Regions from separate parts of the Mus musculus genome. Here regions 2, 3 and 4 are each linked to region 1. Evidence: chromatin contacts called from public Hi-C, HiChIP or PLAC-seq and promoter capture Hi-C data. All regions are on one chromosome and are shown on one strand. Each heading gives the region's core, a stretch centred on a gene start, on an enhancer-like site or on the middle of the called end of the contact. The rest is flanking DNA. Distances are from core to core; before and after follow the strand shown. Region 1 holds the start of Trappc2l (trafficking protein particle complex 2-like). Region 2 overlaps Fanca (Fanconi anemia, complementation group A). Region 3 has its middle 7.7 kb from the start of Mir7080. Region 4 holds the start of Banp (BTG3 associated nuclear protein).

What was found. Promoter capture Hi-C pulls out the DNA fragments that hold promoters and counts their contacts. Hi-C and Micro-C count contacts between places; a contact is called where the count stands out from the background. HiChIP or PLAC-seq counts read pairs in DNA pulled down with a chosen protein or histone mark.
Region 2: a contact with region 1 is called in a promoter capture Hi-C map of neutrophils, with 3 times the contacts expected there. The contact joins the enhancer-like site here to the promoter of Trappc2l in region 1. A contact is called at or near these places in 12 of 39 promoter capture datasets (the 3T3-L1 cell line, the C10 cell line, the HPC-7 cell line and 8 more), 2 of 115 datasets of contacts at active chromatin or transcription factors (embryonic stem cells and large pre-B cells) and 3 of 9 other capture datasets (embryonic stem cells, liver and pancreatic islet).
Region 3: a contact with region 1 is called in an H3K4me3 HiChIP or PLAC-seq map of craniofacial prominence, with 4 times the contacts expected there. The contact joins the enhancer-like site here to the promoter of Trappc2l in region 1. A contact is called at or near these places in 6 of 39 promoter capture datasets (the 3T3-L1 cell line, the SN4741 cell line, embryonic stem cells and 3 more), 1 of 484 Hi-C or Micro-C datasets (bone marrow-derived macrophages), 3 of 115 datasets of contacts at active chromatin or transcription factors (craniofacial prominence, embryonic stem cells and large pre-B cells) and 1 of 9 other capture datasets (liver).
Region 4: a contact with region 1 is called in a Hi-C map of Th1 cells, with 6 times the contacts expected there. The contact joins the promoter of Banp here to the promoter of Trappc2l in region 1. A contact is called at or near these places in 2 of 39 promoter capture datasets (the 3T3-L1 cell line and hippocampal neurons), 1 of 484 Hi-C or Micro-C datasets (Th1 cells) and 2 of 115 datasets of contacts at active chromatin or transcription factors (astrocytes and extraembryonic endoderm stem cells).

Annotation. Positions count from the first base shown.
Region 1 is chr8:122,610,202-122,612,927 of GRCm38.p6, reverse strand. Trappc2l (trafficking protein particle complex 2-like) reads right to left here and starts at 1,302. Exons shown (of 5, transcript NM_021502.2): 1 at 1,235-1,302. The coding sequence starts at 1,267. Galns (galactosamine (N-acetyl)-6-sulfate sulfatase) reads left to right here and starts at 1,441. Exons shown (of 14, transcript NM_016722.4): 1 at 1,441-1,700. The coding sequence starts at 1,590.
Region 2 is chr8:123,279,525-123,282,224 of GRCm38.p6, reverse strand. It overlaps Fanca (Fanconi anemia, complementation group A), which reads left to right. Exons shown (of 43, transcript NM_016925.3): 30 at 905-1,033. Among named protein-coding and RNA genes, the nearest start is that of Vps9d1, 27 kb to the right of the region's middle. Within about 2 kb of position 1,329, at least 34 of the 459 cell types and tissues checked have an H3K27ac peak or open chromatin away from gene starts, as enhancers often do. A contact at or near this core is called in neutrophils, where this site is marked.
Region 3 is chr8:123,136,416-123,139,196 of GRCm38.p6, reverse strand. No RefSeq gene overlaps it. Among named protein-coding and RNA genes, the nearest start is that of Mir7080, 7.7 kb to the right of the region's middle. Within about 2 kb of position 1,381, at least 137 of the 459 cell types and tissues checked have an H3K27ac peak or open chromatin away from gene starts, as enhancers often do. A contact at or near this core is called in craniofacial prominence and hippocampal neurons, where this site is marked.
Region 4 is chr8:121,949,202-121,951,945 of GRCm38.p6, reverse strand. Banp (BTG3 associated nuclear protein) reads right to left here and starts at 1,454. Exons shown (of 14, transcript NM_016812.4): 1 at 1,298-1,454. Gm27011 (predicted gene, 27011) reads left to right here and starts at 1,301. Exons shown (of 1, transcript NR_169031.1): 1 at 1,301-2,268.

The sequences.
Region 1 (2,726 bases), core at 53-2,552:
CCTAAGGAAGACTGTCTGCAGAGAGTGGACTATAAAGATAAAACTGGGTGGTGTGGCACTTGCCTGACATGCACAGGGCACTAAGTCCAATTCCCAGTGCCAAAAAGAAAAGCAATATGGGACCAGAGATGTAACTCCGTAGTGGAGTGCTTGAGTCGCAGCATTAAGCCCTAGTTCTCTCACCTGTACCAGAAAGGAGGAGGAAGGGAGGGTGGAAGCAGTAGAGACAAATGCACAGGGGCAGGAAGTGAGCAGAAATGACTCCGGAATGCCAACCTGAGCACAGCCTAACAACATACCCTGACACTTCTCTTCCTAGGATCACCTCTGCCTCAACCACCAGCACACTCTGTAGTGTCATCCTAACAGCAGGGGCACTAGCTATTTCTTAACGTGCCACACTAGGGTAGTGGTCTGTTCTCAGTGCTTCGAGACATTGAATGAGTCTCCAAATCAGGACCCTTCAGCATAGATACTGGACTTCCTCCTCCTGAGTTTATCAAAGCAGCAGCTGCCTATGACATGAGTTTTGGTTTTGGTGGCCTCCTGGGGGTATAACTCCCTCTTTCATACTGACAGCTTCACAGCAGTCTAATCCCTAATGGCAGATCTCAGAAAAAGCCTAATAGGGATACAGGCTTCATGCAACAGGATATTGTGGCCCTCTGGAGCTGTCTTAGCATCCATAAACAGCTTTCCGGAAAGAAATGAATATATATGTTGGCCAGCAAGATGACAGTTGGGAATAGAGGGTACAAAGGGGAGAGGGATGCTGTCTAGAGGTTTGCAGGCCTTCACGGTGGAGTAGAAGGGTGCAAAAGACATGAAGGGGACTATCCTAAGGCAAAGAAAAGCACTTGGATTCTAGGCTGACTTGAGCCGCGCCAGGCTTATATTTAAATAGCGCCGGCTGGGCAGCCAGGGGACGGTCCGGAAGGCGGGGCAGAAAGACCGGACGCGGAAGGCAGCTGAGGCCGTGAAAAGAACGCGTAGAGCGACGGGTGGCAGGCTGCAGCGACCAGCTAAGCTTCCCGGGGGATCTCAAAACCCGGAGGCGGAGGCCTGCAAACTGGCGGCGGACGGCTGTCAGCTGTCAGCGAAAGCGAGCCGGAAGGATCCTGATCATAGGGCTTGGCTGAGGCTTGGAGCTCAGAGTTGAAAAGATCAAGACCATGGCTGGAAGGAGGCCCGCCGCCCGCCGCCCGCCGCCCGCCGCCCGCAGCCTCTCACGCACCTCCTTGGCGATCACCGCGATGCACACCGCCATATTGGCAGGCTGTGCGCCACATCATGTGACCCGATGTGGAGGCAGGCCCCGCCCATTCTCCTCCCACCGAGGCTCAGAGCCCGCCTCTCTCTACCATGGCTCCGCCCAGACTCTCAGGTCCGGCCTTGGTCCCGCCCCTTTCCCGTAAGGCCCAGCCCACTCCCTTGTCACTCAGACAGCCTAGGCCCCACCTCTCCCTCTTCTTTTCTCCGTGGCCCTGCCCCTCCTCTCATTCTGCCGCCAGGGCCCGCCCTACAGTCCAAAAGGAACCGCGGCAGGCTTGGGACTGGGTCTTGACTCCTCAGCGGGAGCTTGGTTTGCTATGGCGGCCTGTACCGCAGCCCAGCAGCTGCTGCTGGTACTGAGTGCCCTAGGACTCTTGGCCGCAGGTGCTCCGCAGCCCCCCAACATCGTGCTACTGCTCATGGACGATGTAAGTGGGGCCACGCGGCGGGGGGACACGGAAGACACAGGGCAGCCACACGGCGGATGAGCAGTGACCCGAGGGAGGCCCAGAGCCCGGTGTCACATCTTTCACTGTTTCCGCAGTGGGGGTAGGTGTTCAGGGAGGCCCTTTTCTTCCTACTTCCCCTCCCGAGAGCGGGCTGACATTCTCCTCCCCTCAACAGGTGGCCCTGCCTTGGTGCCCACCTCCAGCCTGACCTCTGGGGGAACTCTGACCACAAAGTCAGGCATAGAATGTCACCTGCGAGTGCAGCCTGTGGTCATTTATGAATTCTGCCCTGGGGCATATCTCCCTCAGTGTCCCTGTCTGAGAAATCTGTCGCCCTGAAGTGACATGAAAGCTTAGAAATCAGTCATGTAGAACACTAAGTCAGATGGAACTATCCAAACAGAACTAGATGGACTGTGCCTTCCTCGCAGTCTCAGCCTGCCAGCCCCACCTCCACCCCCACCCCCCCACCCCCAGACACACACTGTGGAGTGACATCTGTTGGCTATTGTTAGAATCAGAGTCACATCCAGTTCAGGATGATTTGAAACAAATCAGAGGCTAATACCGGCCGAGGCTAATTAATAGCCAAACCAGCCCTCTGCAGGGCCTTCAGACCTGTGCTGATCCACACTTACCTCCTCAAAAAGGGGAGAGGGATGCTGTCTAGCGATCTGTGGGCCCATCAGAATGGAGAGGTGCTATATATGTAAAATAAGTTGAATTTTAGAGACTTTTAAAAAAAGATTTATTTATTATTATAGATAAGTACACTGTCGCTGTCTTCAGACACACCAGAAGAGGGTGTCAGATCTCATTATGAGTGGATGTGAGCCACCATGTGGTTGTTGGGATTTGAACTCGTCAGTGCTCTTACCTTCTGAGCCATCTCGCCATTCCAATTTTAGAGACTTAATAGGAGAAAAAGAAAGTAAACATCCCACTTGATAAACATTAGCTTAGTAGTTTTTTATTACTAAGAAAAATACAGATCTAAAAAGTCCT
Region 2 (2,700 bases), core at 80-2,579, 670 kb before region 1:
GTCTGAGGCTATAAAATAGGCCCTGTAAGAACAAGTGACCACTTGGGCTGTCTGATTGAGGTAATGGGGGTATATGGGTGGGCAGGCTCCTAGGAGTTACTTGAGGTAGGCACTAGAAACTGAGTGCATCGTGACAGGATGCTGTTGTTAAAGGCCTCATAACTTCGCTTTAAAAAATTATTTACTTTTATTTGATATGTATGGGTGTGTGTGTGTGTGTGCGCACGCGTGAGTGACCTGCAGGGGTCAGAAGAAGGTGGTAGATATTTTGGAACTAAAGTTGCAGACAGATGCAGCTGCCACATCAGTGCTGGGATGTGAACCTAGGTCCTTTGCCAAAGCAGCCAGAGCTCTTAAAAGCTGAGCCGCCTCACCAGGCTCAGGCTCAAGTTTTAACCCCTTGGGTCACTGTTATCTTGAGATCGTATTTAGACTTTTTTTTTAAGAAGTGTTTTAGGGGTTCCCCGCCCACCCCTCTTTTTGCTGGAAGCGAAGGCTTTTTCCATGCTAGGGAAGCTCCCCACAGATGGCTCCATTCCCAGCCATCCTCCCTGCTTTAGTCACACTCCTAATGCTTGAGATATCAGCCCACATGGACAAAGTGCCTCTCCGTGAACCTCGCCTGGTCTTTGTGGTGTGAGCTACCTCACTTGTGTTTGGCTGTTTCCACTTAAAACAGTCACCATGTCCTTGAGGCCCTTCCCTGGTGCATAGGAAAGACGGCTTGGCCACAGCTCTGTCCCCTGTCTTGCAGACAATGGATCCTCACTCACCTGTGAGCTCTCAGGCTGCTGGGGCTAGCTCCCACTGCCCAGTCACTGGCACTGTGTTCTTCTGAGAGAGACCACTTCAGGATGGTTACAAAGTGTTGCTCAGTGTTGACCTCGGCCTTCCACCATTGCAGACATGACTTCCATCAATGGGCAATCTATGAGCGCTACTTGCCAGCTCCGACGGCTTTGGGCGGCTGTGGTGGAGACCTGGAAGAGGCGTGCACAGTCCTTGTCAGCGAGATCATGGACTTCCACCAAAGGTCAGCCACACAGTCCTCAAACCTCCTGCTCTCTGCTAGTGACAGCACGGGTCAGCACAACTCAAAGAAACTCAGTGTCGTCTTCTGTGTGGAATTCCTCAGTCATTGAAACTCACACCATGGCTTCTTCATGGTGATCATTCATGTCCGTGCAATAGCACTGTAGGAAGTTACTTGTCCAGGGTCTCACTCTGTAGCCGACTCATCTAGAATTCAATCTTTCAGTCTCAGCCTCCTGAGGGTTACAGCAAAGTGAAACTGGTCAGTCCCCTCTTCCCCTTCGTCTCTTGAGCAACTCTGGAGGAGGCGTATATTGCATGTGCCTGTGACTGCTGCGCAGACCCCCAGCCCTTAGCAGTCTACCTCTTGCCGGCAGAGCTGCCTGCTCTGGGCATTTCATAGAAACAGAATCGCATGTGGGATGTGTTCCTGGCTTAAGCACTGGGCAGATATTTTCAGGGTCCATCCATGCAGTAGTATTTCATCCCTTTATGGATATGTGATGCTACCGAGCTGCTGGGAGCTTAGGCCACCCGGGTCCTCTCTTGAAGGAAGCTGAAGGGGAAGAGCAGTGGTGGGAGCAAGACTTGGCCTTGCAAGAGATTAGGGTTGCCTTCTATGATGACATTTCCGTCACACTGAAGCAGAAGCTGCAGGCCTCTGGGCGAATCAACACCTGTTGCTTAACAGCAGGAGACTAAGTAACTGGTAGGGCGGCTACAGCAGGGGACTACATAACTGGTATGGCTTCTCTCTCTCTTGCCCAATAGCCTTGTGCCTCTGCCTCTTGCTTGCCAGGCTGGAGGGAGGTTTGGAGCAATAAACTTGTATTGAACCAAGCAAGAGACGAGTCAAGATCACAGAAGGAAACAGTTTTACACAAGCAAATGTACATAAACACATACACACATTCATATACACATTCATGCACACACGTTCATATACCTACATACACTCCTGTTGGGTCCAACCAACTACTTATCTCATATCTACATACTTAGATACACACATCCATACTTACATATGCAGATGGAGCAAAAGCCCAGCTGCCAGCACAGAAAGAACTCAGTCATTCTGGGTGAAAAATGAGCTCCAACCTTTACTGCACAGAGAAAGGAGAAGCTTCTACCTTTTTATTGCGAAATGAATTAAACCCGAGTCTGTAAGAAGAAAGCGCTGTCCTCTTTAGTAAGACAGCCTGCCTTGTTACGCAAAGCCCTGCTCCTCCATCTCATGGTGAGGAGAAGCCTGCTGCTCTCTCTGTAGCTTCTTCTTTGTCTTTCTCTCTGCATTCTGCATACTGTTCTCTTCCTCTTCCTTCCAATTCTGTCCTCTCCTTTTGCCACCTAATGACATTTCTAGGGTTTTTTTGTACCTTTTTAGGAGAATAGATCACATGGTAATTTACCACAAGTTTAAACAAATTCAAATCATAAATTGCATAAGATGTTTACAACAGAGATGTTTGTATGTGTTTCCATTGAAGCCAGTTATCTAACTGGACATTCATTTTCTCTCACTAGCTCCACAGGTTCATTGAAAATTAGTGTAAGTTAACGGTGAGGTTTTATATCAGAGAGTTCTAGTTGTAGCCCTAACTATAAAAGGCTTAATAATTACTAGTTTAATTTTAGGAATTCTTATAGAATCATCACTAGGAATTAATA
Region 3 (2,781 bases), core at 132-2,631, 530 kb before region 1:
TGTCTCTCTGTATCTTTCTCTGTCTCTGTCTCTCCCTCTCTGTCTCTGTCTCTCTGTCTCTCTCCCTCTGTTTCACATGATGACTGAGACCTTGATATTTATTATCCTGAAACCCCACCAAGGATCACCTTGAAGTCTAGGCCTCAGGCCTGGCCAGGGTCAGGGTTGTGGCCCTGGCTGAGAGAGAACACTGAGAAGCAGCTGGCTCTGGAGGTGTCTTAGGACGTGTCCCCAAGTCTCATCTTGGTTGCTGAAGTAGATGCCACCAAAGCTAGAGCCCAGAGCAAGGGAGGAACCCCTGCTGCCTCACAGCCCTGCCCACCTCCTTTAGCCCAGGGCTGTTTCTCGGGGATATTCTGTTCAACATTGGTAACTCTGAGGATTTAGCCCATTAACCCTTGGCCATCAGTTCCCCCACCCACAGCCTAAAACGACGACATGTAACTCCTGGCACCCTGAACAGATGGCTTCTTACCCTACTTCCTCTGGCTGAGATTCTCGTATACTTGTAAAATGGAGCCTTCTAGGGGTGAGGCTACCCAGGGCAAACTCCACGAACCCACCTAATGCCTGAATTTTCATGCATGTGGTAAGGGGCATAGCTCTCTCGTGCACTGGCCTTCAAGCCCCAGTGCTCATTTACAAACTGGGCACAGTGACATAGCTGTTCAAGAGAGATACAGGCTTCACCCTGCAGATAACCTCTTTAAATCTGGATGTTCTTGTTGGGTTAAAGCCCCATAGAGTAGGCCAACTGGGAGAGTCTTGGAAGAGGCTTCAATAGTTAAAGCAACAGAGGAGAGTGCGGCCCTTCCCACACATGCACACTCAGACACATGGTAAAACAACACACAAACATGCGCGCGCACACGCGCACACGCGCGCGCACACACACACACACACTTGTGTGTGCACAGACACACACCTGAACACACCTGTATACATAACCAAAACTCAAGGCTTTGCAACCTGGGAGTCAAGCACGAAGGGCCCAGCTCAAGATTCTGCTGTGCATTCTTGGCTAACTGGCTGCATTTCTCTGAGTTCAACTCCCCTTTCCATGAAACGCACACACGCACTCACAGTAGGCCATCACGTGGGGCTGTTGTGAGAACTCAACACAGCAGGCAATGTTTAAGCAAATGGCTTAGGGAGTTCTGAGGAGGGAGGGATACTCCACCGTGTACAGGCACTGGATCTGGTGAGAGGAGGAGGGAGGGGGGAAGAGAGTTAGAAGAGAGAGGGGAGGGAGCAGGGAAGACACACCCCTAGAGCTGGCTGGTTGCCCACCATAAGGGGCCTGCACAGACAGGACAGGACAGGACCAGGTGGTGAAGGGAATGGGCTTCACTCACAGCTCTTGTGTGATTGGCCAGACTGCGTGGGGCTTGTCTGACAGCTTTTCAGCCCCCACACCAATTACAGGCACTTAGTCACAGGTTCCTGCCTGCACTTCCTCTCAGCAGCAGGGGAAAGAACAGCCTTCCAGTCCTTCTCACCCCCTCCATCCAGGCCTAGCTTGGATGAGGAGCAGGAGAGGCACTAATCCAGCCAGGCAGAGCTTGGCCTCCGAGGCCCAGGGGGCTCTGGAGGAGGGACAGTGAGGGGGGGAACACATTTAGAACACAGAGGAGGGACCTACAGAAGCTGGCTGTCCCCTTAGACTAATAAGCTGATACCACAAATCAGACTGACCACCACCCACCCTACCTCCTACAAAAGTCTTTATGTTACATCAGAGTGCATGGCAGGTCGAGCCGAAGTGCAGCGCTCAGAGCATAAGAAACTCTCAGTCGATTCAGTAAGGCAGCTATGTGGCTCTGCCTGAAGTCTCTCCTCTCTTAACAGTGACAGCAGCCAGGGCTGAATCTTAGGTAACTGAGAGAGGGGGACCATAAGGGGTCCTGAGGTCATTGATCCATTTAGTCAGGACAGAAGCTCACTGGGCCTGGAGACTTATTCTCATGACACTGGCCATGGGCCACTCTTGGCATGGTGGCCCCTTGGTGGCTAATATTTCAACTGAGCAGGACAGTATGTGGTATTTGTAGGAGTTTTGTTTATTTGTTTTTGTTTTTCAGGACAGAGTCTCTCTGTGTAGCCCTGGCTGTCCTATAACTCAATCTCTGGAACAGGCTGGCCTTGAACACAGAGATCTGCCTGCCTCTACCTCCTGAGTACTAGGATTAATGGTGTGCACCACCACCACCCAACATTTTTTTGTTTGTTTGTTTTTGTTTTTTTAAACAGGGTCCTCTTATGTAGCCTTAGCTAGCCTAGGATTTACTATGTAGACCAGGCTGGCCTTGAACTTACAGAAATCTGATATATCCACTTTCTGAATTCTGAGATCACTTAGCATGTGGTATTTTAATGACCTAGCTGTAGAAGTGACATTGGAACCCAAGTTCAAAAAGACAGAATGTAAGCCTACCTCTCAGTGGTACACTCGTAGCCCTGTTAAGTAGCCATACTTGTCTCTGGCAGACAAGGAACAAGGATCAGACCCCCTCAGATGGAGAGGCCGCCATCTCAGGCCAAAAGCTGTTAAAGGTCCACAGCTGTTAAACGCTGGTGCTGGCTAGGCAGATCACCCAATGCCTCCAGTTCTGCAGAGCCTGTGGAGAAAGGGCCGATCCCATAGCGTGAGTCAACCTCCAGGGTCCCAGTCAGTCCCAGTGGGTGGGCTTGTGGGGCCTGTGGCCACTCTAGGACCCCTAGTTCAGCCAACTTGGAAATTCTTCACCCAAGTCATTCCCGCGCTATCTGCTCGAGAGTGAG
Region 4 (2,744 bases), core at 205-2,704, 660 kb after region 1:
GAGGTGTGTACCTCTCTATGCCCTGCTCAGAAACTACAATTCTGATGGTGGATTCGCCGGCCCCCTCCCCGAGATAGGGGAGGTTGCCTATGTAAACACTATGTAAACGAGGTTGCCTCAAACTGGCAAAGATCCACCTGCCTCTGTCTCCTAAGTGCTTGGAATTAAAAGTCCTGCGCCACTGGGGTGAAAGATAAACTGAAGTTCTTTCCTGGAATGAAAATCAAAAAGGAATAGAAAGATAAAGAAACTCAAGTAGTGTGCCCAAATGGGGCGGGGGTGGGGGGGAGGGCGACAAACTCTCTAACGACTTTAAGAAAGGCTCTTGGGACAATCTCCCAGCGCTCGAGGACACGCCTACCGAGCATACCTGCGAAGGGCAGACCTGTTCCAATGCCAAGAAGACCTTAGGCCGGTCCAGGGAGGAAACAGTTACCAGAAAGGAAGTCCTTGGCAGAGGCTCCCTGGGGACTCAAGAAGAAAGCTGACTGAAACACTGCGTCCTGAGCTGACCAGGCGTGCAGCGAAAGAAAGACCTCGGGACCTACCTGCACCCGCCTAAAGCGTCCCCAACCCAGATTAGAAGAAAGGCAGAGAGGAGGTAGAGGGAAGCCGGAGGTTCCACACTATCTCCGAGAAGTTACAATGTCACCAGGAGCAGAGAAACAAAGGCCACCACAAGTAACAAGGAAAAAAAAGAGCCAGGCTGTGCGGGACGGGGACGTGACGCTAGGTGGGGAAGCGAGCACCAGTCTCGGCCCCGATGTCAACAGAGAGCAGAGCAGAGGCGGGCGGACGCGCCAACCAGGGCGAAGTCACCCGGTTACCGGGGCATAGCGCCAACAACGGCCGGGAGATGGGGCCACCTAGGCGGCGGGGCGGCGCGCGGGGCCCGGGCGCAGCGCGCGAGGCTCAGTCCTGAGAGACTTGGGCGGCCGAGCCAGGGCCACAGCGCCCGCGCGCCGAGCCCGTGACAGGAGCGCCGGGCGCGGGCCCGGGAGGCGCCGAGGCCCCGGAGCCGAACGCACGCGAGCACGGCCGCCGGGCCTCGGCCGCTCGCCCGCTCGCTCGCTCGCTTCCCGGGTCCCGCAGCCCCGGCGGGTGGAGGCGCGGAGGCGACGCGCGGACATCCCGCGGCCCGCCGGCCCCCGCCCAGCCCGGCGTGCGGCCCCGTGGCCGTTGGCGACGGTTGGCGGCGGGGCGGGGCGGGGGCGGCCGGAGATCTCGCTCTCGCTCTCGCTCTCGCCCCGCGGGAAGGGGGAGTGGAGGCGCGACCGGCTGCGGGAGCTGCAATTACCGTGTGGGCTGCGGAATTCTCGTGGTGTTTGTCGGGGAGCTGCGATAATGGCGTCCGTCCTCGCGAGAGAAGCAGCCGCTCTGCGCAGGCGCCGCGAGCGCCTCCCCACGGCCTGCGCCCCGCCCTCAGCGCAGGCTCCCTGGGCTCCCGGCTCAAGGGCGGGGCCGGTCGGGAAGGGGGCGGGGCCTGCTCTGGGCGCCTCTGGCGCGCGCTTTCGCCGACGGACTCCAACGAGCATGCGCAGTTGTCCTCCCCTGCTCCGAGAGTTGACTCGCTGGGCCCTTACTTCCCCATCTCACGTCCATGTTACTTGCTAAAGCAGTAAATCCTCCAGTGTTCAATCTGAGGAATGTACGTCCTCTTTGATGGGTGTGAACACACTAACGCTGCCCTGACGACTACAAATCCCAGTGTGCGCTGTGTGTGGCACGATGCGTCCTGGGACTGGTAGTCTCTGCGGCCATGATTTGCCTGCTGGGATTTGTAGTCCATCCGGATTCTGGCTGCCCCATGCCTTCCCTGCCCTGAGGGCTGCTGGGACTTGTAGTGTCAGCGGCTCAAATGGGCTGTACGCTCCCAAACCCGTCCTACCTACTCTACCTGGCATCGGTCTCAGACGTTCCGGGCTCGTTCAGTGGCATTGTCTGGAAAGTTGCCTGACTTCCTTATGGACAAGCTGGTCGTGGGGACACTGTCACTGTGATAGAGATTATATGTGACATGCTTACGTATCATGCAATAGGAGCTATGCAGCATCGATGTGCATTTGTTGCCAGAAATGCCACTAATGGTTCTCTGCACCTGGTCTGTCGTCAGTGTTCCTTTCCAGGCTGTCCCCTTCTGCATGTTCGCAGTGAGCAATCCTACAAACCGGGATTACAGGAGTTATTTTCACTTAGAAAACTAAACAAAACAAAAACCTGTTTCCTGCCCGTTCCCCTGTGCCGATAATAAAGCCATGACTCAGTGCAGCTACCAGCTGGGCAACCTTGGGACAGCCCTTCTAAACCACTGTGCTCTGTCTGGGGTTTGATCCTGTGCCACTTTACCTCAGGATTGTCTTGAAGATTTCAACCTAGAACTGTGCTGTTAAAATGAGACCTGCTGGGCAGTGGTGGCGCACACCTTTAATCCCAGCACTTGGAAGGTAAAGGCAGCCAGATTTCTGAGTTCGAGCCAGCCCAATCTACAGAGTGAGTTCCAGGACAGCCAGAGTTATACAGAGAAGCCCTGTCTCATTTGGGGAAAAAAAAAAAAAAAAAAAAAAAAGCACTGACTGCTCTTCCAGAGGTCCTGAGTTCAAACCCCAGGAACTACATGATGGCTCACAACCATCTGTAATGGGAACCCAATGCCCTCTTCTGGTGTGTCTGAAGACAGTGACAGTGTACCCACATACATGAAATAAATAAATAAATCTTTAAAATAAAAAGAAAGAAAGCTAAGC